Linked DNA regions of Mus musculus: region 2 is linked to region 1. A link is a contact called in public promoter capture Hi-C data. All regions are on one chromosome and are shown on one strand. The core of a region is the stretch at or near the end of the contact, and the rest is flanking DNA. Distances in the headings are between cores, read along the strand shown. Region 1 holds the start of 1700015C15Rik (a long non-coding RNA gene). Region 2 holds the start of Nlrp4f (NLR family, pyrin domain containing 4F).

Region 1 (4,221 bases), core at 912-3,411:
TTTTGGATAGAGAAAAGACAGACATGGCCCATAGGCAAATGGTGGTTTATAAAGGTAAAGGGAAAAACCCATATTAGGATGGGGTGTTTAATTTTAATTGGACATGTTAATTAGGTGAGCCAAAGGGGGCTTTTAATTCCCGACTTTAATACTTTGATAGCTGGACACTGGTAGCAGCCTCAGGAGGAAGAATTGGCCAAGAAGGAACCAGACCTTGGTGGCTTGCTTTAGGAATGTAATTTAACTTTTTTTTTTTTTTTAGCAAGGCAGAGGGAATTGAGAAGAAGGGCAAGGCAAGTGGGCCAATGTCCCTTTGGAAAGCGGAAAGGCTTCAGCAAAGGTCTGGAACTCACAATATTGGGTGAGACAAACTTTTCAAAGAGAATAGTCTTGTCTAATCCCAGGACTTGGGAGTCAAAGGCAGGTGGACATCTGTGAGTTTGAGGCCAGCCTGGTTTACAGAGTGAGTTTCAGGTCAGCTAGAGTAATACTGTGTGGCCCCTGTCTCAAACAATAAACAAACAAACAAACAAAACCCCAGTGTATTAGTTTTGGATATCAATGCTACAATCTCCTTAATTCAGAGGTAATTAGCCAATGAAAGCTACACTCAGCATACAATCAAGGATAAGCTCAAATTCCTGGGCTTCTGCCCCCTCACGCTCCCTCTACCCCCTAGTCCACACTTGGATTTCCTTTTTCTGATTTAAACCTAGGCGTAGTGTGTGCCACAGGTATGGCAAAAACTTTCACTTATCTCATTCCCTGAGAAGAGGGTCCCACAGCCAGTCCATAGAGCCTGGCTAGTTTCATATTCTATTTAAAAGTTTCGTTTCTTTTGGGTTTGAGAAAGTCTCACACTGTAGCTCAGGCTGGCCTGGAACCTGAGGCAATCCTCCTGCAACTCCTAGTCTCTCTAGTATTGGGATTGTAGGGAGTGAGCAACCACCCCTGAAACACTTTTTAACAAACGCACACAAAAGTGGTAATTTCTTGGCATCCTTGCCTTCCCACGTTAGTGTAGGTTCTTCTCCCCTCTCTTCTGTCTTGATTTCTCCACAGCTTTACCATGTTAGCAGGTAACCTTGTCCATACTGGCTTCGTACTTGAGATTCTCTTCGTCTTGGCCTGCTGGATACAAGAGTTATAGTCAGAACAACTGTATCAGGTTTATCATCTACGTTCCTGATAGTAATCATCCTAAAGGGTGTAAGATATCTTATTGTGGTTTGATTTCATTTTTCCTAATTAGTAGGGGTGCTGGTCGTCATCTCATATACTTGTGGACACCTCTCTCTATTTTGAGATAAGGTCTCTTATTAAGCAGGATGCATCGCACTGTGTAGATTAATAAGACCCTGTCAAGTACTGGGACGGCAGATGTGATTTAGAGCAACCAACATAGGTGGTACAGGGAGTCGAACCAAAGGCTTTTGTTCACTCTAGGCAAGCACCTCACCAAAGGAGCTTTATCGTCAGTGCTAGTAAGCTTTTTAAAAAAGGTACTTGGATTCATGATGCCCTTTGGGGACCAAAGACCCAAGTGATTCTCCATGTGATGGTTTGTATATGCTTGGGCTAGGAAGTGGCACTATTAGCAGGTGTGGTCTTATTAGAGTAGGTGTATCACTGTGGAAGTGGGTTTTAATACTCTTGCTGTCTGGAAGCGAGTCTTCTCCGAGCAGCCTGCAGTTGAATATGCTCCTCCTGCAACATACCTGCCTGGATGCTCCATGCTCCCTCCTTTGATAACAAAGGATGAATTTTTGAACATGTAAGCCAGTCCCAATTAAATGCTGTCCTTATAAGAGTTACTTTGGTCATGGTGTCTGTTCACAGCAGTAAAATCCTAACTAAGACACTCCACGACTCAGCTCTGTGCTTGTCTGCAACAATGATTTGCGTCAGTTACAAAGAGGCCTAAATGTAGAGAGCGGCTGAGTGAGTGCCTGCCACCTGATACTCTTGCTGGTTTCTGGAAGTCTTCCACCAGATCCACCTCCCTACCAGAGGCTCCGCCTCTGGGCGAATGAACACACCCTTTACATGCGTAGCCCTGCCCCTCTCAGCCCCACGCACCAGCGTTTCTTGTCACGTGGTGCTATGGCCACGTCCTGGAGCGTTAGATTACGATAGAGTGACTGCCGAAGGCTGCGGAAAGGTGCTGCCTAGAGGGGATGCAGATTCCTGACTGAGCTCAGCACTGGTCTTTCCGGTCACGTGCTTTACGGAGCAGCTGCTAGACGCGTTATTGCTAGGCAACGCTTGCAGGAGCCTATGCTGGATCCCTGTAGAGTAGGATCTGGGCACCGCGGGCCGACATGGACCAGTATTGCATCCTCGGTCGCATCGGGGAGGGCGCCCACGGCATCGTCTTCAAAGCCAAGCACGTAGAGGTGAGACCATGCCGCACGTGCAGTCCGAGGGATGCCCACTGCGCTCCCTCTGCAGTCTTTCCGTGTAGAGATCTGCTAGCGCGCGCGGGCGCGCCTCAGAGGTCTCTTTAGGATACTTGGCGGGGTCCCATCTGTGGCGATCCCGCTTCCAGCGGCCGGACTGCGGGAGCGCGACCCCTGGCGGTCGGTTCAGATCTTCCCGACTTAGGGGCGGGTCTCTGTGGGGTGTCTCGCTCCTGGGGTGTTCTCTCCCTGCCCCTACCTTGCCAAAGGTCTCTGGCAGTGTCGGCACTCTTTCCTGCACAGACTGGCGAGATCGTTGCCCTCAAGAAGGTGGCCTTGCGGCGGCTGGAGGATGGTATTCCTAACCAGGCCCTCAGAGAAATCAAGGCTCTGCAGGAGATAGAGGACAGTCAATATGTGAGTGGGGCTGGGCTCAGGTGGTCATGCAGGGCTCGGGTGAACAAGACCGGTGGCAGGTTCCAAGACAGCAGCTTCTCGACCACTTTCATTCATTTCCATCCCTCTCTACTCACCAGTATACACTTTAAAGGAGTCCTTTCTAATCCCCATTCTGCCCCCTCCTGCTTACTCCTTATTTATGCTCCCAGATCCACTCTCACCTGAGTACTTAACCCTCCCATTCTCTCTCATTTACACACCCATTGCTCATATGTTTATGCATCCCCCCCCCTTTAACTATTGTGTGTGTTTCTTTTTGTTTTCTCCTTTCCTTCCTATACCTGCTCTCCCACCTTCCTTATGCTAGACAGGTGCTGGGCCATTAAATTATGCCCCTAACCATGCTGACTTCTCAGCAGTTTGCACCCGTTGAGCCCCTACTTTGTTCTGAAGGATATCTTAAAGACTTTCATGTGTGGTCACCCTCCGTTCACCCTGCTTTTCTCTCTTTCTTTCTTCCTTTCTTCCTTCCTTTCTCTTTCTCTCTCTTTCTCTCTCTCTCCCTCTTTCTTTCTTTCTTTCTTTCTTTCTTTCTTTCTTTCTTTCTTTCTTTCTTTCTTTCTTTCTTTCTTTCTTTCTTTCTTTCTTTCTTTCTTTCTCTTCAGGGTCTTTGTTAAGCACAGGGGAATGCTTGGCTTTTATCATCAGCTCATGGGTCTGCAGCTGAGTGACACTGCCAGAATGCCCCTGGGGCCTCCTAAAAATTCTGGCCTGTACACAGCACTAGTGACACTGAGGAATTGGTCTCAGTCTGATTCCTGAGAGCTTATGTGTGATGGAATCAGTTTGTGTGCTCCTGTATTGTGAAGTGTAGTGGTGTGTGCCTCAAAATTTACTGCAGATGAGATATGTGTTCATACCTCATCTTTATAACATGAGATATGTGTTTATATATGTGTACTGTGTGTAACATGTGTACTGTCTGAATGTAGGTGTGTATTTTTATTTGTTCCAATGCTGGTTTACTGCCAAAATAAAACCTTCACTAAGGTGGTTCCTTTTTGTTGTTGTTGAAAATAAAAGGGCTTTCCAGGCAGCTTATGTGTGGGACAGGTGGTTCAAGACCCATAAGGATGCTGATGATTGACAGCCGTCCTGACGTTGCCATTTTACCTGGTTAATTAATTTATATTTAACTTTATGCGTAGGAACATTTTGCATGTGTTTATGTGTGTGTACTGTGTGTGTGCCTTGTGCCCATTGAGGCCAGAAGAGGGCATCATATTCCCTGGAACTGGAGACGGATGGTTGTGAGCCACTATGTGGATGCTGGGAACCAAATCTGGGTCCTCTCCAGGAGCGTCAAGTACTCTTAACCATTGAACTGTCTCTCTAGTCCCAAGTTTTCATTAAAAAAAAAACA
Region 2 (4,880 bases), core at 351-2,850, 770 kb after region 1:
ATTCTCTGAGTTTGAGGTCAGCCTGGTCTACAGAGTAAGATCCAAGACAGCCAGGGCTACACAGAGAATTCTTGTCTCAAAAAGCCAGAAAAACAAAAACAAAACAAAAAAAAACAAAACAAAAACAAATGTCACCAGGTGGTGCATATGCCTTTAATTTCAGCACTCAGGAGGGCAGAAGCAGGTGTATCTCTGAGTTTAAATCAAGCCAGTGCTACATAAAGAAAAAAGAGGAAAAAAAGATGGAAAGAAAACCAAAAGGAGAATAACCAATGAATAAGAAGCATCAGCGGGGCTGGTGAGATGGCTCAGCAGGTAAGAGCACCCGACTGCTCTTCCGAAGGTCCAGAGTTCAAATCCCAGCAACCACATGGTGGCTCACAACCATCCGTAACAAGACCTGACTCCCTCCTCTGGTGTGTCTGAAGATAGCTAAAGTGTACTTATATATAATAATAAATAAATCTTAAAAAAAAAAAAAGAAGCATCAGCAAGCATCCAGAAACCTCACCACATATCCTACTGGTTTTAAAAGCAGGGACAGTCACAACTCTCAACCCATAAAATTGATGATTTTGTTTATATATGCAGGTTATTGGAAAAAGACATTCTTCACCTTCCATTTTTTCTTATTTAAAAGGTTTTTTTATTTCAGCATTGGGCACCAAACTCAGGACCTTAAGTAGGTTAGCCAAGTCTGCCTACCACTAAGCTAAACCTTCAACCACAAAGGGAAATGTTGAAGGCTAACTTTACCAGGTGAAACAAATTCCTCCCCAAGACTTCAGGTTCCAACATCTTCATCAGTAAGTTGGATCAAAACAAATTAATTTTGTCCCTCCAGAACTTATTTTACACATACCACACCCACACCTCTTACAGGAGCAGAGGATTCAGACTATGCATGAACACACACATTTGTGTCAGAACCCCAAGTGTTTGAGGCACATGTTGGAAGTGGTAACAAATATTTAACTACTCAACTCCAGTATCTGCCTTGATTATCACATTACAGTTTCCTGGTGTTCCAGTCTCCACATGGTTACCCTTAGAAAGATTAATTAAATCGACAGTCTCTTTTTTCCACCTTTGGAGGTATTAGAGTTCAGGACTTTGATATATTTGTTTCACTCAGGGTCTACAACTCAACACTCCAGCCAACTGTAAAGACAGTTTTTATTATTATCCAAGCAACCTTGCCCATGCATTTACCTAATAGCTAAGGGGAAAAATAATATGAGTCTTTAAAGGGAGAACTCAGGTGAAGAGCTTAGACTCAAATACTAGGTCCATACCTGCCTGCTTCTCTGTGTTGTTTATCAGCCTCACACCCACGAATATAAACATAAATATATAAATATATCTCTACCCTTTACAGTTTCAGATATCCAACCCTCACGATGCATACACATTATTTATTCTTTGTATCTGGGAGGCCTCAGGAGTATCTGCTCCTCTGAAGTCTGCAGCCCAGCTAACAATCTCTTGTGGTCAGTCTACTTACTTCAAAGTCGGGAAAAGCCAGATACAGTCGGAAGGATTGTCTATGGATCCAGCTGGAGCAAGTGTTGGATGATTTGGACAAGTAGTGATTTTTTTTCCTTTAAAAAAATTAAGAAGTAAAATAGTTAAATTACTGCTATAAGTCTTGGCTACCCAGCTAAAGTAAATCCAAATAACCACGGCAGAGGATACAAACTGGTTCTGGTGGGTCGAAAAAAGGGAAGACAAATGAAGGGCACACACCCCCTACTCAAATAACAAAGCAAATAAATGTATACAAGAGAAAAGAAGCAGAAGACAGACAAGATTTGCTGACTCACTGCCCTAGGTCTTCCAGGTCATACCTTAATATATGGCAACTGGAACGGGGGTAGAAAAAGTCTATGGTGCTATGTGATTGGCCAATGTGTCGTTCCCTCTCATTGGTCGAGCAGCGGGCGGCGGGGGGGGGGGCGGGGGGGTTGGTGAAAGATAGGAAGGATATGATTGATGTTAGAGGTTGGTGTGTGTGTCTCAGCCCTCAAGTCCTGGTATTCTACACATCGCTGATGTTGCAGTGAATCTGGATATAGGCTTCCTGATAAACTCCAGATAAGGGGATCTCCAAGGCTTCCGATTGCACGGATGCATCCCTTCATTCTCTTTGCCTGTGGTTATTCTTGTATGTGTGCCATAACTATCTCACATTTTAAAAGAGTGTATAAATAAGGGTAGGCAGTCTCTCTGTCTTTGTCCCCTAACCCCCATGAAGTCCAGGCTGACACTGAACTCGGGCTTGTCTTGTATCTGCCTCTTGAGTGCCAGGACTACAGGTGTGTACGACACCTGCGGCTAAATTTCAAGTTCTAACTATAATTACCAAGTCTATTCCCTTCCCAGGCTTAGGCTGCCCAAAGTCAACTGCTGCTTGAAAATATTAAGTGGGGGAGGTGCCAGCAGTGAGAAGACTCAGCTGATTGTACTTGACATCAAGCCTTGAAGACCTGAGTTCATGGTGGAAGGAGAAACTTACTCCTGGAAGTTGTCCTCTGATTCATTCACTCACATACACACAATTTATAGATGGATAAATAAATGCAATAAATGTCTTAAAAGTTAAGTGGTAAATACCAAAAATAAAGAACTCGATATTATTAAATAACTGTTACTGTGTATAATTAATGTTACTCTGCTTTATTATGTTATTAATCATATTTTAAGTTATAAGTTATTAATAATTTGCTATGCCTAATGTATTGATTAAACTTCTGTAGGTGAATATATGAAAAAATGTACAGGGATCTAATAAGGATCTGTTCTATCTTAGTCTCACACATCAACTGGACAGCTTCAAATGGACATACATGATCAATGTAAATACACTGTAAAAAAAAATATATATATATATATTGGGAAGATGGTCAAGTTTATATATTGACTTTGTATTGATCAAACTGGCCTTGTATCCTTTTTTTGGGGGGGGGGAATCATGGCTGGCTGGCTGTGGAACTCAACCAGGGTCCCTAAGCATGTCACACAACTGCTCCCTCACTAAACTAGAGCTCCACCCTGTCCACTGTCCAATGTGCTCTAGTGTTTTCCTTTTAGTGCCGCACCTTCAGCCAACCCCCACTCCCACCAAAAAAAAAAAAAAAGCTGCTGCTTCTGAACCCAAGAACCAGAGTTTGACCCTGGGGACTCTCTTTGTAAAAGGAGAGAACTGACTCTCCTGAGTTTTCCTCTGACCTCCACTCATAGACATGGAGACATGCATGCATGCATGCATGCGTGCGAGCATGCACACACACACACACTTAAAAAATCAAAGGTATCATCTTCAATGATCTTTTCTTTCATCATGGGTTTTTTGCTGCTTCAGTTTTGGACTGCTTTATTGTTTTCTGGTTTTTTCTATTTTATAAAGTCCTGGGAATACAGAGAGAGATTACATCTTTTGTATTTCCCTCCTTTGAGTCTACTGAGAAGACCATCATTTTTCTTTTGTGGTGCATGATGGGAGGAGTCACAGTCACAGTCACTAATGGTACTCAGAACACTTGACTGATTTCAGGAGACAGCTGCAGGTGGGAATAGGTCCTCAGTGATGGTTACAGATGCCAGGTGATTCTAGAATGCTGAATCCTGAGTTAAGGAGCTAGATCAGTGTTCTCAACCTTACTGCTGCTGCTGTCCTCTCACACAGTTGTTCATGTTGTGGTGACCCCCAACCATAAGATGATTTTCCTTCCTACTTCATAACTGCAATTTTCTATTTTTATGAATCATAATCTGATAGGCTGGATATCTGATACAGTGAAAGGTAGTTTGACCAACCACACACAAGGGGTCGAAAAACACTGGTCTAGGAAGTCCTCCTTCACCACTATAATCCCACACATTGCACATGTATCTATTTACTTTTAGGGAAGTTTATTTAATTTTTTATTTAATATTTAAGAGAGAGTAATTTTCTGGAGCCAGTTCTCTCCTTGCATGTGTTGATCCCAGGAATTGAATTCAGGTCATCAGACTTGATGGCAAGCACCTTTACCAAAGGAGCTAACTCGGTGGCCCTCCACAGCATCTCTGACATCTCTCAGATTTACACGGAACCTTGGCAAGTGGTGTCATATCTTATTTTTTAGTAGTTTATGGCATCTTTAGCTATATGAAATTGAAATTATGTGTGGAGAAGTTCATTGTCTTCTGTGCCCTCCAGATGTCTTCCTGTGAAGTCCTTGTCTGATGCCCTAGGAGTTCTGACATTATCATCTGGGTGTGGAGCATTTTTCAATCAGGAGAAGCTGTAAAAACCCACAATGAGCAAGATTTCTGGGGTGCCCAGTCTAGCTTAGAAATGTACAAGTGTGACAGTGTTTCTGTTGTTGTTTATTATGTTCACTGTGCGGAGTTGCTGTGGCCTTGGAGGCAACACTAAACAGAATCAGTAGGATGTATTTAAATATTTAATCATATACCAGTAATAACAACAATTAAAGTAATAAGAGGTCATGATTTCAAAAGGAATCAGAGGAAGAGGTATGTTAAATAGATTAAAGAGTAAAAATGAAGGGATGCAATTATATTTTGATTTAAAAAATAGTTAAGAGAATGTAAAGACAAAAGGGAAATTATTTGCAAATTAAATATGGTTTTCAATTAAAATTATATACAAATTATATCAAGTGTTCTCAAAGCCTAATTTTCAAAAACTCACACTTAAAACTAAGTAAAAATTTTACCAATGTGTAGTGGCATATTCCTTTAATGCCAAACATTTGGAAGACAGGGGAAGGCTGATTTCTATGAGTCCAAGGCCAGCCTAGTCTACATTCCATGTTCTAAGCCAGCTAGGGTTACATAGTAAGACCTGGTCTCAAAAATATTTTTTGAACAGA

What was found. Promoter capture Hi-C pulls out the DNA fragments that hold promoters and counts their contacts.
Region 2: a contact with region 1 is called in a promoter capture Hi-C map of second pharyngeal arch cranial neural crest. The contact joins the promoter of Nlrp4f here to the promoter of 1700015C15Rik in region 1. A contact is called at or near these places in 9 of 39 promoter capture datasets (the HPC-7 cell line, the SN4741 cell line, cranial neural crest and 6 more), 2 of 115 datasets of contacts at active chromatin or transcription factors (both in embryonic stem cells) and 1 of 9 other capture datasets (adipose tissue).

What each region holds. Positions count from the first base shown.
Region 1 is chr13:64,430,275-64,434,495 of GRCm38.p6, forward strand. It overlaps 1700015C15Rik (a long non-coding RNA gene), which reads right to left and starts at 2,162. Exons shown (of 3, transcript XR_873594.1): 1 at 2,080-2,162; 2 at 977-1,131. It overlaps Cdk20 (cyclin-dependent kinase 20), which reads left to right and starts at 2,279. Exons shown (of 8, transcript NM_053180.2): 1 at 2,279-2,396; 2 at 2,703-2,816. The coding sequence starts at 2,322.
Region 2 is chr13:65,204,116-65,208,995 of GRCm38.p6, forward strand. Nlrp4f (NLR family, pyrin domain containing 4F) reads right to left here and starts at 1,601. Exons shown (of 10, transcript NM_175290.4): 1 at 1,505-1,601.